Linked DNA regions of Mus musculus: region 2 is linked to region 1. Evidence: chromatin contacts called from public Hi-C data. All regions are on one chromosome and are shown on one strand. The core of a region is the stretch at or near the end of the contact, and the rest is flanking DNA. Distances in the headings are between cores, read along the strand shown.

Region 1 (4,429 bases), core at 1,435-3,934:
GGGCCTCTATACATGAAGTTTGGGATGAGATAATCTAGCCCATAACTATATCTATACATGTATATGTGTGTATCTATGTAAATCTATCTATATGCAGGTTTGTGTGTCTATTTAAGCCTGAAATTCTCATAGTGTGTGACAGTAAAGGAACATACATTGTAAGTCTAACTTCCCCAGCTTAATTAGCATGTGGCCTGCTAGCAAACTTATTAGGAATGGGCACTCTACAGCCAACTGTTATTTAGCTTCCAGGCTCCTGAGAGCGACTGGTCCCTTAATTCTGGGAAGTATGAGGATGTCTGGGGAAACTATGGGGCTGCTGCTTGCCTGTCAGAGTGCCTGTGTGGTATCAGAGATGAAAGGCTCACTGTGGTCAACAAGAAAGAAGCCTGCACTGTGAGCATCCTCTGGCCTCAGATCTTTGATTCTCTATGAGGCATGTCCCAAAGGTTGGGACACTGGACCACACTCAAGAGGAGCAGAGGAAACTGTGGGGCTACCATTCACTCCTTTTCAGTATAACTGGCTGAGCTTCCAAGTGAATGCACAGGATTTTCTTTGGTGGTTGTTTTTAAAGAATGGAGTTTATCCAGGAAAAGGCATCTCCCCCATCCAACCCACCTTCCCCTCTCCCTCTTCGTTATTTCCTCATCACCTCTCAATTATTTATAGATTGAGCACCTGCCATAGAACAAGCAAGCACTCTGTGTGGTCCTATTGGGGTCAGAAATGCTCTACTTTGTATGTCTTGTTCAGATAACCTTTTCCCTGATCTAGGCTATGCTGTGCTTTTTGGCATTTCTCTGCTAGCCCCTTAATAAAGCTAAACACCACACTGGTTAATATATCCAGGCCTCTTAGTCCATCCTATAAAGCCAGCAGCACTCTCAGCTGAACCCCTGCCCACCTCCCCTCCCCCAAAGCCAGTGGCCAAGTTAAAGTCCCTGGTTCCTGACCCCTCGGGTCTGAAGGGCATCACCTCCCTCTGTTGTTCCCAGCCTGCTTTTTTCCCACTTTCCTTTTCTAAAAGCTCTTTCTTTTGATTCCTCCCACTTCTTCCTCTTCTCATTTTGACTGCTTTCCCAATTCACGTTGATCATCTCCGATGAGCTGGCTTAGTGTGCAAAAATAAAGGTTCCTATGATCTGCTTCCTCTCTACCCACTGTTTATTCCAAAGATTAAAGAAAGGTACGTCCCAGTATTCCTGCCTGGGTGAAAAGAAGAGGTGCCCACTTAACCCTGCCACCCTCAGTCATCCTAAATATCCTCTGTTAATGAACATACTGATTTTCCTAAGGGAAAGAGTGAAAATATATAGAGGATCAAGAATTGGATGCCACAATGTGGTTTAAATCTTATCTTCAGGTTCAAAGTTGTTAAGAGTAATAATATCTTGAGTGGATCTCAACACAAGCACAGAGTCTCCTTGAGGATTTCACTTCTGCAACTTCATTTGCTTGGGCAGAAGTGGCCAGAGCAGCTGTTTTATTTATTAATTTATACAGGCAGGCTATGTCATCCGTGAACATGCTTCCCTGTACTCCTGATAATCAGATCAGACCCATGGGTCCTGCCACAGGGGAGTCCATACCTTTGGGAGGGCTGTTGAGTCTTCGTGTGCTTCCTGAAACTCTGGACATTGTCATGTGTCCCAGTAGCCAAGTCAGATTATAAGAGAAGCTCCACTGAAGTGTTGTAATGGATCGAAATGAAGAAATGTTCTCCAGGCTCCTGAAATTCATTCTTTTTTCATTCTGTTGTGCTTAGTGTGGGTACCACTCCCGTGGACACATAGAGTATGATTTTCAACATAATCAGTCTCTGAAGACCGAGTGCTTTGTCCTTCCCACCCAGATTGCCTGCTCCTTACGAACTGAGACACAGCTTCCTAAATTTCCCTCCATATTGATCTCTATTGCCAAGAACAGAGATGGATTCACAAATAGCGTTTGTTGTTTCTTCCTCCTTGACAGTGGGGTCTGTTGGGGATCACATTTAGAAAGAAGCTTTTGGAGAAGATATAATTTAACCAAATTCATAGGACGAGTTATTTCTCTCATACTTCAAATGGAGAGATGAATTATCAACTAATTGATAGTTTGGTCTGAGCAGGTTTCTTGAGCAGTTGCTCTGAATGGAACATCCAGCCAAACAAGAAATGCATCTTATATGGGTTCAGGCTCAGCTCACAGAACTTCTTGCTGCCCATCCCTGTGGCCATGACAATATATATGGATCCTGTTACTTTCCTGACCTGTTTCTCCCCCATTGCACCTACCCCCACCTGTATCCTCCAGCGGGGAGGACCCATTGCTCCCTGCAGCATCCCAGACGTCTCTACTCTGGTATTTTAAATAAATTTGCAGTACGTTAGCAGACCCCACTCCATCCAGACTGCACTGTGGCTTTTCAGGAAACTTCTAACTTATCTGCATAAGAAATAACATGCAGAGGGGATATGAACCCTGACAAGGCTAATATCTGAATTCCAAGCTGTGTTCCAGCAAGTCAGAAGAGCATTCACGTGTTAATCAGTAGTGTGCTGTTCTCAGAGCACCCCACTCAGCCTCCCCAACTCAGCCTTTTCAACTCCTGCGCTGCAGCAAAATTTGGTGGCATCTAGGCAGAGCCCCCTGATGGAACAGCCCTCCCAGTCCTGTTCCAGTAAGGAGTGGTCACAGTGATCTTTCCTTCCCACTGCACACAAAGGCAAGGCGCTCCTTAAAGGGACCTCCCAGCTCTTCTATGCAGTCGCTAACCAAGTAAGTGCTGGCTCAGGAGACCCAGCTTTTGCCCGAGGATGAGTGGGGAGGGGTCTTGAGAAGCCTCCACCTCCGCATTCTCCTAAGCACAGGAGCGAGGTAGTTGGCAGGCATAGTGGATGGAGACCACGGGTCCGCGGGGTCCTGCTTGCTGTGAGCTGCTTCTTGGGATGCTCCTCTCCAGTTGAGCCTCCTGCCTGTGATCCAGAGGGTGCTAGCAGCGCATCTTGCGGTATGCCTGCGTTGCTTTGAGCCAGCGCCCAGAAACCAGCCCTCTGCATTCAGGCACCTCGGACTGGCTCCAGGCAGGGCTGTGTGCAGTCACCATGAATGCTCAGCTCTAGGCTTCTGCACCAGCCTCCTGACCACATGGATCTGGCTGTTTAATCAGCCGAGATCACAGCCTGGGAAGATTGGAGAGGCTGATTCGCGCTCCAGCTGCCGAGGCAACTTCCAGCTTGGCTGTTTACTTCTTTGGGTCCCGGGGACTCTGTCCTGCCCCTCAGCCTCTTCTGCCACTGTGTGGGTCCTGAAGTCAGCTGCTGGGACTCCTCTGAAGGCATCCAGGAAGGGGGGCAAGAGGGGTTAAAAGACAGCCGAAATCCCCCCAACTGCTCACCCTCTGCCGACCGCCTGTGTTGTGGGGTTCTGAGAGGACCTTGCTCTGTCCTGGGAAGCAATGCAAGTCTCCATAGCCTGCACAGAGCACAATTTGAAGAGTCGAAATGGTGAGGACCGACTTCTGAGCAAGCAGAGCTCCAACGCCCCCAATGTGGTGAACGCAGCCCGGGCCAAATTCCGCACTGTCGCTATCATCGCTCGCAGCCTGGGGACCTTCACCCCTCAGCATCACATTTCTCTCAAAGAGTCCACCGCAAAGCAGACTGGCATGAAATATAGGTATGGTGAGGTCCCTCTGCCCGGGGTTTCTGTGTTCTTTGACGGTTCAGCCAGGCAGTTGTTCCTGTTTGAAAGTGACTTAACTCAGCGCTTGTTTGCTTAATTTAGAATTCTCAGGTGTTTGCTTTGAAATTAGCCTTTTGTGGGGGGAGAGCTGAAAAGGGCCAAGCTGCTGTGCATGCACAAGTGCGATCTTTAAGATGTGGCCCATTTTTTTATATTCTAAGTGTTACGAACACCTTAGGACCATAATGAGTTCCAGAGAGCGGAGAAAACACACCTAAGAGCTAGGAACTCTTTTCTACTAGGACAGTTTGTCAAGAGCAGAAGTGTTTGTCCTGCTTGATGCACAGGCTGTCGATTCTACGCTTATGCTTTTCAGAATAGTTTCCCATCCCACGCTGCACTCTTCCCTTTGAGAGACCGAGGGAACATGTTAAGCCCAGCTCTTATTAAGGAAGGTTTGTGGTAGCAAGAAACACCTACAACGGTGTTAGAGACTGAACACTGCTGTACTGAAATCTAAATTACTGCCTGAAGTGAATGAAGTGCGACTGTTGTTAAATACAGGGGACCAGCTTTTCAGTGCCGGTGAATGTCTGTGTCCCTGTCTCCTGTATCACAACTGAATTGGTTGTTTTCGTAGATAGAAATCTTCCTGTAGTAAAAACAGTTCTCCGTTCCATAATGCGATCCCTGCCACTTCATTATGTTTGCTTTGCATCAGCACTCTGGCCATGGGCTCCGTAGCCCCGCTGTAGTTCCT
Region 2 (4,402 bases), core at 102-2,601, 750 kb after region 1:
TTTCTTTGTAAGCCTGAATACCCAATCAGATGAATGTCTTCTCCACGCATCTTGTCACCTTTAAACAAAGGAATCTGGAAGCCACAGCAACATCTGTGTCCAAATATAGCCAAGCCTGTTTATTTTATTTTAATTGAAAATCAAATGACTTTAGATGAACAAATCATTTAGAAACAGCACATTTTTAGGTAATTCTTAAGATCATTTTGCCAACCAAGAAAGCAGCTTGATGTCAGGCTGTCTTCATAGGATCTTCTGAGCTGTGATGCTATCAGCGTGAAATCAGGGAGAGCATTCAAAAAAAAAAAAAAATCAGGGATGGCTTGAAGTGATTTGCACAAGAATTCTCGTTCCACAGGAAACCCACGTTCTAGACACAGGCTGACCCTTCCCTTGTAAGTAAGCTCACTCACGTCATTTGCTTACTTTTTTCTCAGCACAATTAAAGATGCAATTCATTAAAAGTCACAAAACGTTGTTTTGACAGACATTTCTATTAATGCTAGCAAACACGGAGCCAGTTCTAAGCCAACGCCGCCCTCACCTCTGCAAGTGGGAGAGTGGCTTTCAGACCCTCAGAGTTCCCATGAGTGACTCACACCTGCAGTGATCTTCCAGTCTGGGGTCTGGCCTGACAAATGCTTATTCCTTTAGGCTCACTGTGGTTTCTTTTAGAGGCAAGCCTGTGTGCTCAACAGTTTATGAAAGGGTAATAGGAACAGGAAGATAGTCGTGTTGTTTTTTCCTCGACCCTTGAGGATTAAGAATAAAAATTAAGCCAATTAAGGGGCCCCGATTGCCCTGAATGTCTTAGGAGGAAATGACTTTTTAAGGCATGTGGGAGTTATTAAAAAAAATATATCCCTTGGAATATTTCCTTCTGTGTGTTGATACACAGAGGCCTGTGGAATGGGCTCTCAGAAGGAAACAGTGACTTGGATAGAAACCACGTTGCTGTTGTAAATAGAAAGAGGTCAAGAGAGAGGTCGTATGCAGTTTTCCAGTTATCTTCTCATTGTGAGAAGTCACTGAATTCAGATACATCATGAATACTCTGGATAATGAAGGATCCCCCCAAACCATGTGTGGTAAGAAAAACATCAGGGATCTTTCTTTTTTTTTCTTCCTTCCCCCCCTCCTCCCCTTTTATTCTATTTATTGACATTCACCTTGAACCGTACAGTTTGGTTGTCATACTTTTCGGTGTCTGATGTCACAGGCAAACCATGCAGTATCAATGAGACTGTGACAGGCCGGAAGAGAGAGGCTTAGCCTCGCCTTTTGCATAGCACAAACAGCCTAGTGTGTTGGTGTGAGGCTGATTGCCTTGTGAGGGACCGGCCTCCTGCCTGGGATGTTCTCCGTCCTCTGTCTGCCCCCTAGTGGAAAGGTGAGGAATATGTGGGAGTTCGCTGAGGGTGTCTGAACGGAATCTGAAGTAAGGCTTCTTGAGACCTTCCTTCTACAGCCCCGTTTTCAAGCATGGCCTCTTCTTCACTCGGAGGAGAAGAACGCCAGCTCATTGAGTATTCTGCAGCCTCCCTAGAATGAATACCTCCATTTTGGTGTGCTTTTTCTAAGGCCTTCAGTCTGCCTGTGACAACCCTAATCCCCACGTCACGACACTTTCGCATGTGCAATCAGCGCCAGACACTTTTCCCAGGACGTGAAAATTATTCTTAGAGTCCCACAAACTAAAGAGTCCCACAGCACAGTGCTGTGCTGTTGAGCATGCTGCCACCACAAAAGCCCTGCGTTTCCCAGAATGTGTCTCTGGGATTTGTCATTTATTCACGAGAAACCTGCTGGTTGCCAGACACTTGGTTCTGGAGACACACAAACACTTGGCCAAGGCTCCTTCCTAGGGAAGCCTGTGGCCCAGAGAAGGAACAGTCTATCCTTGATTGCCACAGGATTCGGTCTGTGTTCCTACATACCCACGCTGCGCTGCAGTAGCAAAACCCATGGGGGCAGAGCCAGGGGATTGGTTCCAAATTCTAGTCACAACAAAGCTAAGCCAGCGAGTGCTTTGTTCAAATGACTCAGGTAGATAAATGAGGCCAGCACAGGCCGTCCTGACACCACACACCTCTAGAATGCCCTGGCTGTGCTCGGAGCCTCTGATGTCACCCGGTATTTTCATCCCTCCCCAAGTCAGAGTGTTCTGTGTCAGCTATGCGGATGTTGCTAAGGGGCTGGCCAGTTTCGCGGTGCGCTCCCTTAGCCGACCTGCATGCTCTCCCTGCTCTGGTGGCAGTCGGCTCGTGCCAGCCCTCCGCACTGCTTCGCTCATTTCAAGCCTCACTTTGGTTTTTGTTTTCTTCTTGAATCCCATTTTCTGCATTGCTGATTCCCAGATATGAAAGACCTAGAAAGGACGGATGAGCATTTCAATGACCCCAAAGCACTCTGTGTCGGGTATACAGACTCATACTTAAGGGTAATGGTGTTATTATTGGTATCGGAAATGCTGGAAGAAGAAAAACAAGATTGATATTCGAGGCTTCTGGCTCATGACAAGAATTAATGCAGAGAGGGTGGAGTCAGTGCTAGCTTGATAGTGAGACATCCAATGCAGGAGGATGCCTGCACAGAGCCCGGACAAGATGGCCTGTTTCCTGGGCCTGAGGTGTTGTGTTCCTCTCTCACTGATGCCCAAATTGGGTGAATGGTCATCTTCGCTAGTCCTCTCAGGCCTCCTTGAGAAACGGAATTGGGAATGGAGGCCAATTAGCCACCACCATACTTTTAGATGTAAGATATTTTAACAGATAAGAAAAGAGTATTTGCCATTACAAAACTTCTGAGAGAGATGGCAATCTAGGAGAAGTGGGACATAAAGGGAGGGGGGAGGCCAGCTGATTATTGTCCCATCAGAGGCCACCTGAAAAATCTTCCACACTTGGAGGAAATTAAATCCCCCTCTGCTGGGTGCCATGCCATACCAACAGGGGCAGGAACAGCAATGGCAGTCACCCAGGGCTCTGCAGATGGCAGTAATGTGAAAGCCGGGTGCCCTGAGAAAGGGGTCCCGGATAGCATGCTCCCACTCAGTCCTTTCTACCCTTCAGGGAGTACTGCAGTCTCCATGTGTGGAGGCCTGGTGAGCTTGGTCAGGAGGTGGAGGTCAAAAGCAGAGATGATGACTCTGGAGTTGGCCTGGAAGCCTTGGTTTGCCCTAAGGCTCTTGTGGCCTCAGCTAATGGGAGTTTTTTTCCTAACTGTAAATGTGGTTCCTTCTTCACATCTTGAACTTAACCTCTGCTTACAGACCTCCCACTGCTGCTTTAGTGCGGTGTTCTTCTAGTTACCCCATGTCTTAGTTACTTTCCCATTGCCCGGGTAAAATGCCATGACTGAGGCCACTTATTAATGAAAGCATTTTTATTTGAGGCTTACAGTTACAGCGGGTTAGAGTCCATGAGTGTCAAGGTAGGGAGCATGGCAGGCAGGCAGGCAAGCAGTCAGGCAGGCAGGCAGGCAGGCAGGCAGGCAGGCAGGCAGGCAGGCAGGCAGGCAAGCAGTCAGGCAGTCAGGCAGTCAGGCAGGCAGGCGGGCAGGCAGGCAGGCAGGCAGGCAGGCAAGCAGTCAGGCAGTCAGGCAGTCAGGCAGGCAGGCGGGCAGGCAGTCAGGCAGTCAGGCAGTCAGGCAGTCAGGCAGTCAGGCAGTCAGGCAGGCAGGCAGCAGGCAGCAGGCAGGCAGGCAGGCAAGCAGTCAGGCAGACAGGCAGGCAGGCAGGCAGGCAGGCAGGCAGGCAGGCAGGCAGGCTGTGGAGCAGGAGCTGAGAGCTCACATTCTGATCCATAGGTAGGTAGCAGGCAGAAAAAGAGATAGGCTTAGGATGGCCCTGGGTTTTTTTGAAACCTCAAAGCTGTCCCTAGTGACACACCTCTTCTGTCAAGGGTGCATCTCCCAATTCTTCCCCAAACAAGTCTACCAACTGGGCACGATATATTCAAAGATATGAGTCCATGAGGCCGTTCCCATTGAAACTACCACAGCCTTCCAGGTCCCAGTTATACTTTCAATTGGTATGATAGAAGAGGAAGAGAAGAGGAAGAGAAAGAGAAGAGGAAGAGAAGAGGAGGAAGAGGAAGAGAAGAGGAGGAAGAGGAAGAGGAGGAGGAAGAAGAGGAAGGAGAGGAGGAGGAGCATGAAGAGGAGCATGAGGAGGAGGAAGAAGAAGAGGAGAAGGAGGAGAAGAAGGCAGTGACAATAAAATAAGTAACTCCAGGAAAAAAAGATTTAGTTGATTTCACTTCCAAATCACCACACATCCTTCACAAGGGAAGTCAGGACAGGAAATCAAGGCAGGAACGTGGAGGCAGGAACGTGGAGGCAGGAAAGTGGAGGCAGGAGTGGAGCAGAAGCTTTGCAGAAGTGCTGCTAACTGGCTTGCTCT

Evidence for each region. Hi-C and Micro-C count contacts between places; a contact is called where the count stands out from the background.
Region 2: a Hi-C map of the N1E-115 cell line shows a contact between it and region 1, with 2.8 times the contacts expected there. The contact joins the enhancer-like site here to the promoter of Kcnab1 in region 1. A contact is called at or near these places in 4 of 484 Hi-C or Micro-C datasets (the N1E-115 cell line, embryonic stem cells and myocytes), 2 of 115 datasets of contacts at active chromatin or transcription factors (astrocytes and embryonic stem cells) and 1 of 9 other capture datasets (embryonic stem cells).

Annotation. Positions count from the first base shown.
Region 1 is chr3:65,106,330-65,110,758 of GRCm38.p6, forward strand. Kcnab1 (potassium voltage-gated channel, shaker-related subfamily, beta member 1) reads left to right here and starts at 2,685. Exons shown (of 14, transcript NM_010597.5): 1 at 2,685-3,663. The coding sequence starts at 3,443.
Region 2 is chr3:65,862,125-65,866,526 of GRCm38.p6, forward strand. No RefSeq gene overlaps it. Among named protein-coding and RNA genes, the nearest start is that of Gm35039, 64 kb to the right of the region's middle. Within about 2 kb of position 1,352, at least 111 of the 459 cell types and tissues checked have an H3K27ac peak or open chromatin away from gene starts, as enhancers often do. A contact at or near this core is called in the N1E-115 cell line and astrocytes, where this site is marked.